Linked DNA regions of Mus musculus: all the other regions are linked to region 3. Evidence: chromatin contacts called from public HiChIP or PLAC-seq data. All regions are on one chromosome and are shown on one strand. The core of a region is the stretch at or near the end of the contact, and the rest is flanking DNA. Distances in the headings are between cores, read along the strand shown. Region 1 holds the start of Morrbid (myeloid RNA regulator of BCL2L11 induced cell death). Region 2 overlaps Morrbid (myeloid RNA regulator of BCL2L11 induced cell death). Region 3 holds the start of Nphp1 (nephronophthisis 1 (juvenile) homolog (human)).

What was found. HiChIP or PLAC-seq counts read pairs in DNA pulled down with a chosen protein or histone mark.
Region 1: a contact with region 3 is called in an H3K27ac HiChIP or PLAC-seq map of extraembryonic endoderm stem cells, with 4 times the contacts expected there. The contact joins the promoter of Morrbid here to the promoter of Nphp1 in region 3. A contact is called at or near these places in 9 of 39 promoter capture datasets (the 3T3-L1 cell line, the C10 cell line, cranial neural crest and 5 more), 4 of 115 datasets of contacts at active chromatin or transcription factors (bone marrow-derived macrophages, extraembryonic endoderm stem cells, large pre-B cells and 1 more) and 3 of 9 other capture datasets (adipose tissue, embryonic stem cells and liver).
Region 2: a contact with region 3 is called in an H3K27ac HiChIP or PLAC-seq map of large pre-B cells, with 11 times the contacts expected there. The contact joins the enhancer-like site here to the promoter of Nphp1 in region 3. A contact is called at or near these places in 4 of 39 promoter capture datasets (the C10 cell line, cranial neural crest, embryonic stem cells and 1 more), 1 of 484 Hi-C or Micro-C datasets (cortical neurons), 3 of 115 datasets of contacts at active chromatin or transcription factors (bone marrow-derived macrophages, large pre-B cells and stem cell-derived neural progenitor cells) and 2 of 9 other capture datasets (adipose tissue and liver).

Annotation. Positions count from the first base shown.
Region 1 is chr2:128,426,427-128,430,604 of GRCm38.p6, reverse strand. It overlaps Morrbid (myeloid RNA regulator of BCL2L11 induced cell death), which reads left to right and starts at 1,254. Exons shown (of 3, transcript NR_028589.1): 1 at 1,254-1,511.
Region 2 is chr2:128,402,652-128,406,246 of GRCm38.p6, reverse strand. All of the region lies in intron 1 of Morrbid (myeloid RNA regulator of BCL2L11 induced cell death), which reads left to right. Among named protein-coding and RNA genes, the nearest start is that of Gm14010, 18 kb to the left of the region's middle. Within about 2 kb of position 1,671, at least 25 of the 459 cell types and tissues checked have an H3K27ac peak or open chromatin away from gene starts, as enhancers often do.
Region 3 is chr2:127,786,559-127,790,732 of GRCm38.p6, reverse strand. Nphp1 (nephronophthisis 1 (juvenile) homolog (human)) reads left to right here and starts at 1,842. Exons shown (of 20, transcript NM_016902.4): 1 at 1,842-1,947. The coding sequence starts at 1,879.

The DNA of each region.
Region 1 (4,178 bases), core at 5-2,504, 640 kb before region 3:
GCCTGCTCAAACAACACGATGTCCTGGAGGAGCTGGACTGGTGTTTGGAGGCTTTAGAGGACAATGTACTTGCAAGCTGTTGCCAAGGCCAAATCCTCCGTCTCCTTAGGACTGAACATTCTCAACCTTCCTAGCCCTGCTACTCCTTTAATAAGCTCCTCATGTTGTGGGGAGCCCCAACTGGAGATTATTTCCATTGCTACTTCATAACTGGAGTTTTGCTACTGTTATGAATTATAATATAAATATCTGTGATTTCCAATGGTCTTGGTTGTCCCCTGGGAAAGGGTCATTTGACCCTCAGAGGGGTCTTGACCTATGAATGGATGAGTTTCTTCCCTTGCCCCTGTACCCCCAAATTCTCTCTCCTCCCTGCCTATACTGTTAGCTTTTCCCTAACCTGTTTAAGAGACTCTCTGGCACACATATCTGCTCTTACGTATGCTGTGTTAAGATTCTCTGATATACTGAAATGTACGTTTCAAAAGTGAAACCTCTGCTTTTTTTTTTTTTTTTTTTTTTTTTTTTTGGACAGTGCTGACTTTTGGGGGCAGGGAGGGGTGGGCAAAGATATCAACAATCACAGCAACCCTACCTGGCCTCACCAGAGGCTGCTCAGTGGTACATGGGTTCCGCTTTCTCTGGAGTACTTCTCATAGTTCAAAAAAGCTTGAAGCTGCGGAAGACAGCCCCGCCCTCTGCATCATTCAAAAGAAAACTCAGACATAGAGGCGGGCTCTTGGTTCTTGCATGGAAACGTTCAGGATTCTTTCAAAGTTAGAGAACCATAACTTTGTTTTTTACTCCTTGGTTCTTTTATTCATGTGATTTAGCCTAGCAAGACTAAGTCACACATGCTAACAGCCAGCTCAGAATAGATATAATGATTTTAGATCAAAACTCTGTGCAGAAAAAAAAAAATCATGGACTGAAATAGGGGATATCAGGGCCAAGCAAACTCAGATGCCTTAAGGAAATAGCAAAAATGGGTTCTTCCCTCTTCTGTGGACGGCCAGCGTGTTACAGCACCCGTGTGCATGTGAGATCTCTGCCTTTTATTTTCAGTTACCCCCAAGTCTCCTAACCAAAGCGTCTCCTCCCTGATGAGGGTGATCACTGGCTACAAGCCTGGGGCTTCCACACCCAAGGTCTGGGAAGCTGCTCTTTCCGGAAGGGTGGTAGAGACCCTGGGAACCAGACCAGGCGGGCTCACAAAGTATGAAGAGAATGTCGGGAGAGGAAGTGGTGGCTCTGAGTCAGCACGAGTCATCTGGTTCCAGTGACAATGAAGACTGAGGTGTCTGCTTTGCAGTTTTTTTTTTTCTTTTCTTGTCTTTTTTTTTTTTTTTCCTAATCATGTGGACATCTCTGAGAATGAGGGGACTGGGTGACTTTGCAGTGTCTGCTTTCTAAGTTTCAAAGTGACTTTCCAGGCAAGCTGCGCATATCTTGGGATCTTCACAGCACAGTGGCTGGGAAGGCAGGCGGACCCGTCTATCAGCTTCTCCCTGGTGAGTACTCTCAGTCAAAGATGTTTTCCGTGCACCTCTGAGCTGTGACAGCTGCTGTGTTCTGGGGTAGACACTGCTTCTCCCAGACTTTGAAGGTTTTGTGAGGTCAGAAAAGTGGCTCCCTCTGCCTCCAGCCCACCTGTTGTGTCTGTTGCGGGACTCTTGGAGGAAGTTTCTGAGCTGTGCCTTGTGGATGGTGGCTGTGTGTTATGCTGTCTCAGAGGAGAGCGTGAGGCTTGCCTGGGAAGGAAGCCACCACGGATTCCTAGCTAGAAGCTAAAGTGAAGGTCAGAGACGGAGGTGGGTGAGTTTGTGTTAACTGGGCACTGAGGTTGAACTAGTTTCCGCTCCTAAGAAGCAGAAGGAAGAGCCAACCCCGGGGGCAGCTTCTGGTCTCTGACTCAGGCAGCCAGGCCTGAGCTGTCCAGCTTCAGGGCAAGAAGTATGGCAGCGAGGCAGAATTTTGTCTTTTCTCTGAACACGCTACATCCCGTGCTTCCCTTTAACGCTCCAGGTGGAAAATGTGTTCAAAAGCAGAAAGAAAAGCCACAGGCTAGGGACCAGGAAGGGCATGGTGGAAGATGGGGGAAGGGAGTGGGCTGAGTTACTGCTATTCTTACAAACATCTTTACTGTCAAATAAACAGTTACAGTAACTGCTGTGCCACTTTTAAAGCAAATCTAAAAAGCGGTCATTTGCTTAAAAAGCTGCATAGCAGGCTGCAGGGAAGACAGGAGCCTGTTCTGAGCAACTCACTGGGGCGTGTGGGGCTTCCCGGGTTAAGAATGAGTCAGCAACCTAACTGAATGAGCCCTGAGAGCAGCTCCATTCACTCTGAGCGTAACAGGAGTTTGCCGGCTCGGGTCTTTGCATGATATCAGCATTGCCTGGCCCTCTGTGAAGAGGATAGTCACACACGTTCAGCTTTCTCCTGGAATGTACCTGAGAGGTCTCTTGGCTGTCTCCTTGTCAGGAATACTGTGTTCGGCTTCTTCAGCATGCCTGGGCTGATGACAATCATTTTGGGTCCTGCCCCTGACCGAGCACAGAGTTTGTTAAACGAACTCTGGGGTGCAGGAAGGACCAGGGTAGTCTAGAGCCGCAGTCGCACCCCACCCTTTGAAATAGTTCACACCCTTATGATTGGGAGAATCGGGTGAGACATGAATTTTGAAGCTGGCTTCCACAAGAGGCAGGCACTAACTTGGCTTAAATAAATCAGAGTGCAAGCTTCAGAGAAAGAAAGCCTCCAAATACCTTTGAGAAGAATTCCTATCCTAGAGCAGTTCTATACACGGAACCCAAGGAGTCGCCAAAGGCTTCACAGGTCAACACAGGGTTTGAATCTTTTCCTGGCTAGTTCTGTGGCTCTGCCTGAAGATTGTTTATCTGTGTTTAGATAACTGTGGGTGGGTCCCAGCTCTCTGGGGCCACACCCTGAAGCCACAAAACTTGGATAGCAAGATTAAGATTGGATTAGAAGGGAGGCCAGTGGGCCCCAGGTCCTGCTGACCCACTTCTGGAGACCTTGGACTTCTAGATCATTGTTCATCTACCCCCGCGCAAGGGGCCCAAGGAGTTAGCACCTGCCAGGAATTCAGGAAAGGGCCTGGATGGAGGCAGGACTCCAGTATCTTACCTCTCCCTGGTCCACTTAGTTTCCAGTCCTCTGAAGGCACATAGTTTGCATGTTTGTAGTTGGCCACAGGACTTTTACAGAAAGTGATTGACAAGCCAGAGGTAGCCAATAGAGAGAGCCCATCATTCCTAGTTGGTTTGGTGCTCTTGGTAAGTAAGCTGTCCAAGTAACCAGAGAAATGCCACGTCATGGGATCAAGAATTGTGGCACAGTATGTCTGTGGGCTGAGCACACTTACATGGGTTCCCATGTCGTCACATATATGCAGGTCACAGCAGTGAGCCTATCGCTGGGTTTTGTGTCTTCAAACCTCATGTGAGGATTGCTGGATTATGGCTTGGTGGTGTTGTGTTTTGTTTTAGGCATTGATTTTGATCCGTCATATAGAGGTCAGGCAGTCATGTGGATTCTGACAGCCAATGGCCTCTTACCATAAGAAATAGCAGGGATGGACTGACGGGTCTCTTAAGTAATTAGAAGAGAGTTATTGAACAAGGCAGGAAAAAGACTAAGGACAAGTGTGAAAACGGGTGCCCGAAACCACAGTTTGTGCATTGAGGGGGTGGCTCCATGGTAAGTAAAGAGCGTGACGTGCAAGCAGCAGGACCTGAGTTCAGACTACCAGGACCCAGGGAAAGATGTACACGGTTACCTTTGTAACCTAGCACTGTGACAAACAGAAAGTGCTTCAGACTTGATGACAGTGGAAGTTGCCCAGAATCCTGCTGTCATGGTAGGCTCAACCTGGGACTAACCTGGGACTTGTGGCCCTGTCTCCTCTTGTCTTCATCATCATGGGATATCTGCCCTGAGACATTTTGTGCAGAGGTCTCCACAGCACAAACTCTGTCTGCTTCTGGTGGAAGTGCTGTGAGAGCTTGAAGGTCCTGCCTGGTGTCCTGCCTTCCTCACTGTGGAGGAAGAGTGAGACTCTTATGACTGTGAACCTTGGGAAGACCTTGGGGTATATACCAGTTGCCAGGAGATACTGTCACCAGGACAGGTATGTCCTCAGAGATGTCACCAGC
Region 2 (3,595 bases), core at 422-2,921, 620 kb before region 3:
TCTTGATATTGCTGTGAGGTAATTTGCAAGATGAGATTACCACTTATATCAATGGGCCTTGATCAATCAGTTAGGGGCCTTCAGTAGAAAGACTAACCTCCAAGAAAAAAATGCCCCAGAGTCTCAATGTCCCACCACTGTGTTTTCCTAAACCCCAAAGGACTGGGAATTCTCAGCATTTAATGCAACACCGCAGGAAGAGTGGCTCCTGCATTACCAACTCCTATGGCTCTGTAGCCTGCTCTGTAGCCTGCTCTGTAGCCTGCTCTGTAGCCTGCTCTGTAGCCTGCTCTGTAACCTGCTCTGTAGCCTGCTCTGTAACCTGCTCTCTCATGTGGGCTTGAATCCGCACCACTGTGCAAACCAGCCCTTTAAATCTAAATCACTGTCTGTGTCTGTTTGTCTATCTCTCTCTCATGCACACATATGCATGTATATCTCCTGTGGGTCCTGTCTCTCTGGAGAAGCCTGACAAATGTGGTCGTCTTCCCAGAATTAACACTGTTCTCTGTGACAGACAGAATATGCATGGGTATAAAACAAGAGCAGAGGTGGCCTATTTCCCTTTGCAACTAAGTTCTTTTACTTTTCTCTAGCTTATGTAGAAGTGCATTTTCCTGAGCATGTTCTACCAACTTCCATTTAAAAACTCATACCAATCATCCACTCAGGATGGATGGCTTTGGTCCCCACAGGCAGGGGACACTTTCTCCACTAGACTGTGTCATCCTAGATTTTGTTGTTTCTCTCAGCATCTCTTCACTGATTTTATTCTCTAATGTTTAAAACCCCTGGAGTTGATAGCATCCTAAGATTGGCGGCTTGAAGAAACAACATTTATTTACATAAAATTTAACATACAGGTAAATATACTTATACACATGTGTAAACACATTTAAGTTCCTAGAGATTCATTTGAGGGCAGTGTTTTGGACCACTGAGTTTAGGGGAGGTTGCTTGCTTGAGCACAGACGGGGGACTTAGAGCATCACAACTTAGTGGCCACAGCACTAAAACAAAACAAAACAAAACAAAACAAAACAAAACAAAACAAAAAAAACAGAAAAACCGTTAATCACCAACAGCCCCAGAAGAATGAGTAGGGCTTGAGATGACCATCCTATCTGTGAGGAAATGTTGGGTACCCAGCCTTATTCAGGTAACCCGAGTTGCGGAGAGTTCATGAATGCAGTGACCACATCTTGTTGAAGAGACAGTGTTTCACGGAGCCCTCCTCATTGACTGCCTCTTACATTCTTCCTGCCCTTTCTTCTCCAGTGTTCCCCAGACCTCGAAGAGGGTAACACTTATGCTCCATTTAGGGCTAAGCTGTTGACAGTCACTTAATCAGTTATGAGCCTTGGCATAAAGCAGGGGGCCGTTTTTATAGATGTCCTAGATTGTGACATTTATTTGTGATGACCGAAAGAGGTGCTGCGTCTAAGAATATTGTGAACACACTAAGTATGTGCTGTGGCTGATCCAGGGATCCTCAGTGTGCCACGGGAAGTCAGAGAAAGTGACTGTGCCACCCAAAGGTGGTGAGAAGGTGTCCGGTGGGACCTCTGTGAAAGCCAAACTGCACTCCCCAGCTCTTACCAGGCCAGTCTGTCCACACAGGCAGGAGGGGCCTGGCAGCTACAGGCCTCCTTGCACACATCAGGAAAAGGAAACCATTTGAGACTCTAAGGGCTCAGAGTATGGGCAGACTGAGAGCACCTGGTGGTTCTGCTTGCCCTGTGGACCTAATCATGTATGAAGATCGTAAACCATCTCTGAGGGCAAAGTTGCCTGACCTCTGCAAAGCATTGGTTCCAGCATCCTTAACAGAGACAAACCTCACTCCCGTGCATAAGCCCTCTCTTTCTGAGCTGGTCAAGAGTCTCTGTAGGTTTTTGTCTTTTCAAATGTGCCCACCTGACTGGAATTTCTTTGCACTCAGGCTAAGTCAGAGAGAGCCATCTTTCTCTCCTGCAGCTGTGAGTTACACCCAACACTTGAAAATGAAACCGAGTAGTAAGAGGGGCTGAGGAAGAGTGTTCCTGACGGGAACAGAGGTTTGTTATCCAGAAAATGACGTGAGAAGCACTAGGGGAAACCTAGGGCATCTCGTAGCCAGGCACACAAGGTCGTGTGAGCTGACAATCTAATTATTCTGGTCCTAAACTCTCGAAAGAAAAATCCCAAGCCAGCATTTGACACAGTCATGCAGGAAAGCCCGCTTCTGCACCTCCATGCCCTCAATCAAATCTTACAAACACTACTCTGGGCTGCAGATTTTGTTTTTTGTCTGAGTGGATATCACCTCGGATCACTTGCATTAACTGCAGGTGTGTGATGCGGACAAAATGATTGCCCTCCCTACTTTTAGAACGTGCCTTGAATGTGAAGCAAGGAATTGTTTTCCCAAAGCCCACGGGACTGGAGATTTGCAGTGCAGATCTGCAGAGCCTGTGGCTGTCTGTCCACTCTTGGGGGCCCCAGCTCCCCTTGGACTAGTGCCAATAAGCCTCTGAAATGGAGGGTATCCTCTTCCTTCTGCCCCACTCCTTCCCAGCCCAGGCACGTCGTTGACACTCCATTTATGTGAGAAGCTTGGCATTAGCCGCAGGGCTTCACTCTTGACACTTGGACTAATTCTCCACTTTATATTCGTGATTGCCCTTCTGAAAGGAGAATCTGCTGCCAATGGCACCTGGGCATTTGAAAGTAAATATGATGCAAATACTGCCTCCCCGGCACATTCCCTCCTCAACTTTGGGATGAAGAGTGAGGATGAGAAGGAGGAGGTGAGCTGGGGTGCCCGACTCATTTGCATAATGGTGTTTGAGGCTGGGTGAAACTGAAACCATAGCCTGTGTGGGTGGGGCCTTGTTTCTCCTCACAGCTGCCCCCACCCCCCACCCCAGCAGCCAGGCCCCCTCTAGGCTCCTACAGAGGCCTAGGGATGGTGAGGCCCAGGGACTCAGGGCACCAGTGCGAAACCAGATAAAACACCTGGTGCTCCTACTGGCCACAGGCCCGCTGCTGAGCTCTGTGAACAAGCATGGGGGGGGGGGGGTGTCCTTTTTTTCTGATTCAGATTGCAATCTATTGGTGGGGCCCAGCGTGTGGCAGGGTGAGCCTTTGCCAGGAGAGCCAAATCATTTTGATCTTCAGTGGAATGCTCTCCCAGCTGAGTTATTTTTGACACTGTGAGGCAAGGCTTCTCTCCTCCAGTCATTTTTCAGTCAACTGGAGTCTTCCCAATCCCCGTGGCTGAAGCCCACAGATTAAGAGGGGACATCCAGCTCTCCCGTGCGATAAATGGCTTTTCTACCTACTTGGTGTCTGATAAGGTATCTTCACTCAGAAGTAATGTGAAAGTCCGACAGTTTTACAGATCCTGTTACCGTTGCTGAATAACGTCTCCAGGTGGCAAAGTGAGTTCTTGTAATATAAATGAAGCCAGCGTGTTTTTGCTACTGGACTGATTTGCCCTGAGGACAGGGTTTTCCACTATGGAACCCATCCCCCTGATAGGTGTGGAAGAGTGGAAGCCTTTTATATCTATACTTCCTTCGCTCTGTCTTTAGCTTGCTGTGGGTTCATGTCC
Region 3 (4,174 bases), core at 593-3,092:
AACATCATTTATTGAGGCTTAGTTGGGATAGGTTTTTTGAAGTACATTTTGTCCTAAACTGAAAACTTGGGGTTAAATTGACTTGTGGCTGGACTAGCTCCGCCTCTGGGCTGTTCCTGGAAGACCAGGTATTTGTGCTGTTTTAGGTTTTCGTTTGTTTTATGATTTTTTTTTATGAGTTTGAATGTTTTGTGTTTTGTCTGCATGCATGTCTGTGTACCACATAGATGCCTACTTGGTACTTGCAGAGGCCAGAGAAAAGTGTCACATCCCCTAGAACTGGAGTTATAAGGCAATTACAAGCTGGTTCCTGGGAACTGGACCTAGGTCCTGAGCAAGAGCAGTCAATAATCTTAAAAACGGAGCCATGTCAGCAGCCCTCGTCTCATTGCTTAAGTGCAGCATCCGGCTATGTTCATCCTTTTCTAAGTCACTTCTAGCATCCTGCTCTAAACATGTAGGTGCCCTATGCCCTTGCTCTCTACTACTACTACCTGTTTGTATGTCCTGTGTGTCCCTAGCTTTGTAGTGGACCATTCCCCTGGACATTTCTTTTCCTTCTACCCTCCTACTTAACTATATGAAGTTCCCTCTGATAAGTTATTTCTCCACCGGTGAAATGAGCCAATTCAAGCCAGATTAGTGAGTTCAATGACCCAAAGGACCAAGGCCAGAGAAATGACAGTAGGAAGAGAGAAGTTGGGGAGGGGAAAGAGAAAGAGAAAGGTTGCCGGTAGAGGGAGAGACCAAAACCTCTGGATTACTTAGGGAAGAGCCTCAGGGGGGAAGGTCAGACCAGCACCTGGGCTGTAAAGTTTAAGGGTCAGGGTATGTTCGATAAGGGCTGAGGGATGCTGGAAGAATCTGGAGACCCGGTCTGCTTTGATATGTAAAATACGCACTTCAGTTCCTTCCCAGGTTTCCCTGAAGTAAGTTCAGTGACCAGTGTTCTTGGAGAACAAGGCAGGGGTTTCGTGGTCCCTGGTTTCCCCGTCCGAAACCAAATACTCTCCTCCCCCCCCATCCCCCCACCAGAAAAGTCTTCCATGGACACGGTACTTTGCCCATTGAAATTGGGAGTCAGGAGTCACAATAATAGATACCTTGGCAATAGTATACCAGCTCTATCCAGTGGTGAGCTTGGACCATCACCATTCTTAAATCCAAGGTTGCTGTCGAGTTTGGGTATTGGATTTAGAGGGCTGTCTCCTGAGAGTGAAAAGAAAACTGGGGCTCTTGAGAAATCTATTTGCCCGCAGGCTTGTCCCACATGGCAGAATCAGCACCCCCAAAGAATTGAGGATTTACCACATGAAAATTTTCGAGAGACACTTCAGCAATACCCCCAAATGGCAAGATTTTAAAACCGTCTCTGGGCCAAGTGTGATAGCACATACGTTTAAGCCCAGTACTAGGGAGGCAGAGAGGCCCGCGGATTTCTGTGAATTCAGGGCTACACCATGAGACTAACAATAAAACCACCTTCAGAGTGAACGTGCAGCGAAATCGAGTCCCACAAATGCCAAGGGAAAGCTCTCATAGCTAAGGTTTTCCATACTAGAACTATTTTTGAAGATTAGTTTCGCAGACCCGGCTTCAGAAAGCTGTGTAGAACAGAGCACCGCACGGTGTGAGGTCGTGATAGTTATGAGACCTGCAGTCAGGGACTCCCGGGGACCTCTACTACTATCCCTAGGAATCCAGAGGAAAGGAAAGGACTTTTTTTTTTTTTTTTTTTTTTTTTTGCAAAGCCTAAACCGACCGTTTAGTGCAACCTGTGGCACGGGGTTGTGGCGCCCGCTGATAGCGTCATCTTGCTGAGCCCTAGCTTTGGTTTCCCTGACAACCGGCGCGGTCCCGCCGGCGGCGGCTAGGCCGATGCTCGCCCGGCGGCCGCGGGACCCGCTGCAGGCGCTGAGGCGCCGCGGGCAGGAGCTGAAGCTGCAGGTAGGTCCGGGGTAGAGGGTCCCACATCCCAGCTCCTCACCGGGAGCCAAGCGCCGGGTTCTAACCCGGGGCCCCCGCCGTAGATAAAACCTCCAGAAAGCCTTGCGGGTCAACTAAGAATTCGGTCTAACGACTCACCAACCCTCAACACTCCTCATCCCTCAGGCCCTTGTCTAAACTAGCCAGACCCACCCAGCCCAGCGCCCCTCTCCTTTGAAATTCATCACTTTCTCAAAGTGTAACAGGTGTCAACGTATAGTCTTAATAAACTAACCAAGGACAGATTAGTAATTTCAGAAAAGTTAATTTCAAAGATGATCAAACACAAAAGATCACAAAGATTGTAAGTCACAACGCACAGTGCATGGAAGACGTGATGAAACAGGCGATGTATAAGCTATAGTGTATGAGCTACAGCATTTCTGGACAGCAGTTTGACAAGATATAGCAAACATTGATCCTCCTAGGCTGGTTGATACATTTCCAGGAATCTACCACTTGTAATAATTTTCAATTTGGGCAGAGATGCTTATTATAATAAAAGAAACTGGATATGAATAAGTGATCAATATTAGAGGGTGGATAAACTAACCATAAATTTATTATTGTTCCATAGGGCTCCTCAGTTCTTGTCTTGAGGAAAGAGTCTTAGTGGCAGGATACAAAACTTAAAACAGAAGTTTATATAGCAAAGCAAAGCGTACCCTCCAGAGAGACAGGAGTGGGCTGCAGGAGCCGGAGGAGCCTGGGAGGTCTCCCAATGTACATTTTAAACAAGTTTTAATCGATATTGACATGAGTGTGTATCCCTCTGTTGGTGATCTTGAAGTACCCATGTATGGGGACAGCAAATGTCAAAATTACAACGTAAGCAATATAATGAAGTGGAGTCTTTTGAGGATGCAGCCCTTTTATACAAGTGTGACAACTGAGTGTTCTTGCCTCCTTAGTTCTAACAGGAACAATGTAACTTCAGCTTCAAGAGTGTTTAACCACAAAGGACTGTCAGGAGACACAGCTACCAAGACAGGGAGGTGGTTTTCCTAGGTGATGTCATTTGTAATTCCTTACCTACCAGTATCATCTGTTGGGATCTGATGGTACTATGAAGAGATTTTTGCTAGAGCTTTTGGTGTTAGGGGGTAAAGAATTGTGGTAAGACATCAAGTTAGAAAAGGCGTGTAAGGACGTGGCTCCGTGGTTGAGAGCACTGGCTTCTCTTCCAGAGGTCACTAGTACAGTTCCCAGCACCCACATGGTGGCTCATAGTTGTCTAACTCCTGGGGCCCTGATGCCTGATTCTGGCCTCCAGGCACCAGGCCAGCATGTGATGCACAGACATGCAGGCAAGCAAAGTATTCATATACATATAAAAGAATGCAAAGTGCAATACATACTATTTCAATAATATTTGTTTTACATCGTGTATATAAAAAGATGTAGGGGGAAATCAGGGCGGGCTAGAGTGTACAGCAAACTGCAAATGATTCTTGTTTGCCTTTATGTGTTTTTTTTTTCTCAAGACACTGAATTCCTATTACTCTTAAGCATAGCCACAGGGAAAATTATGTAATTATAATCTCAAAAAAAAAGAGGTAACAAATAGCCGTTACTGGATTGTTCATTTGTTTTTCTGAAATTCTTTTTTTTTTCCATTTTTTATTAGGTATTTAGCTCATTTACATTTCCAATGCTATACCAAAAGTTCCCCATACCCACCCACCCCCACTCCCCTACCCACCCACTCCCCCTTTTTGGCCCTGGCGTTCCCCTGTACTGGGGCATATAAAGTTTGCAAGTCCAATGGGCCTCTCTTTGCAGTGATGGCCGACTAGGCCATCTTTTGATACATATGCAGCTAGAGACAAGAGCTCCGGGGTACTGCTTAGTTCATATTGTTGTTCCACCTATAGGGTTGCAGTTCCCTTTAGTTCCTTGGGTGCTTTCTCTAGTTCCTCCATTGGGGGCCCTGTGATCCATTCAATAGCTGACTGTGTTTTCTGAAATTCTTAATTTATCTTAGACAGGCTCCAACTATGTGGCTCTGACTAGTCTTGCACTTAATAAGTGGACCAGTTTGGCCTTGAGCTCACAGAGATCCTCCTGCATGCTGGCATTAAAGGTATGGACCACCATGCCCAGCTAGTTCACTTTTTAAATATGTGATCTAGCACCACATATTTTTTTCCACTAAATAACTTATTTAATAATCTTTAACAGATTAAGA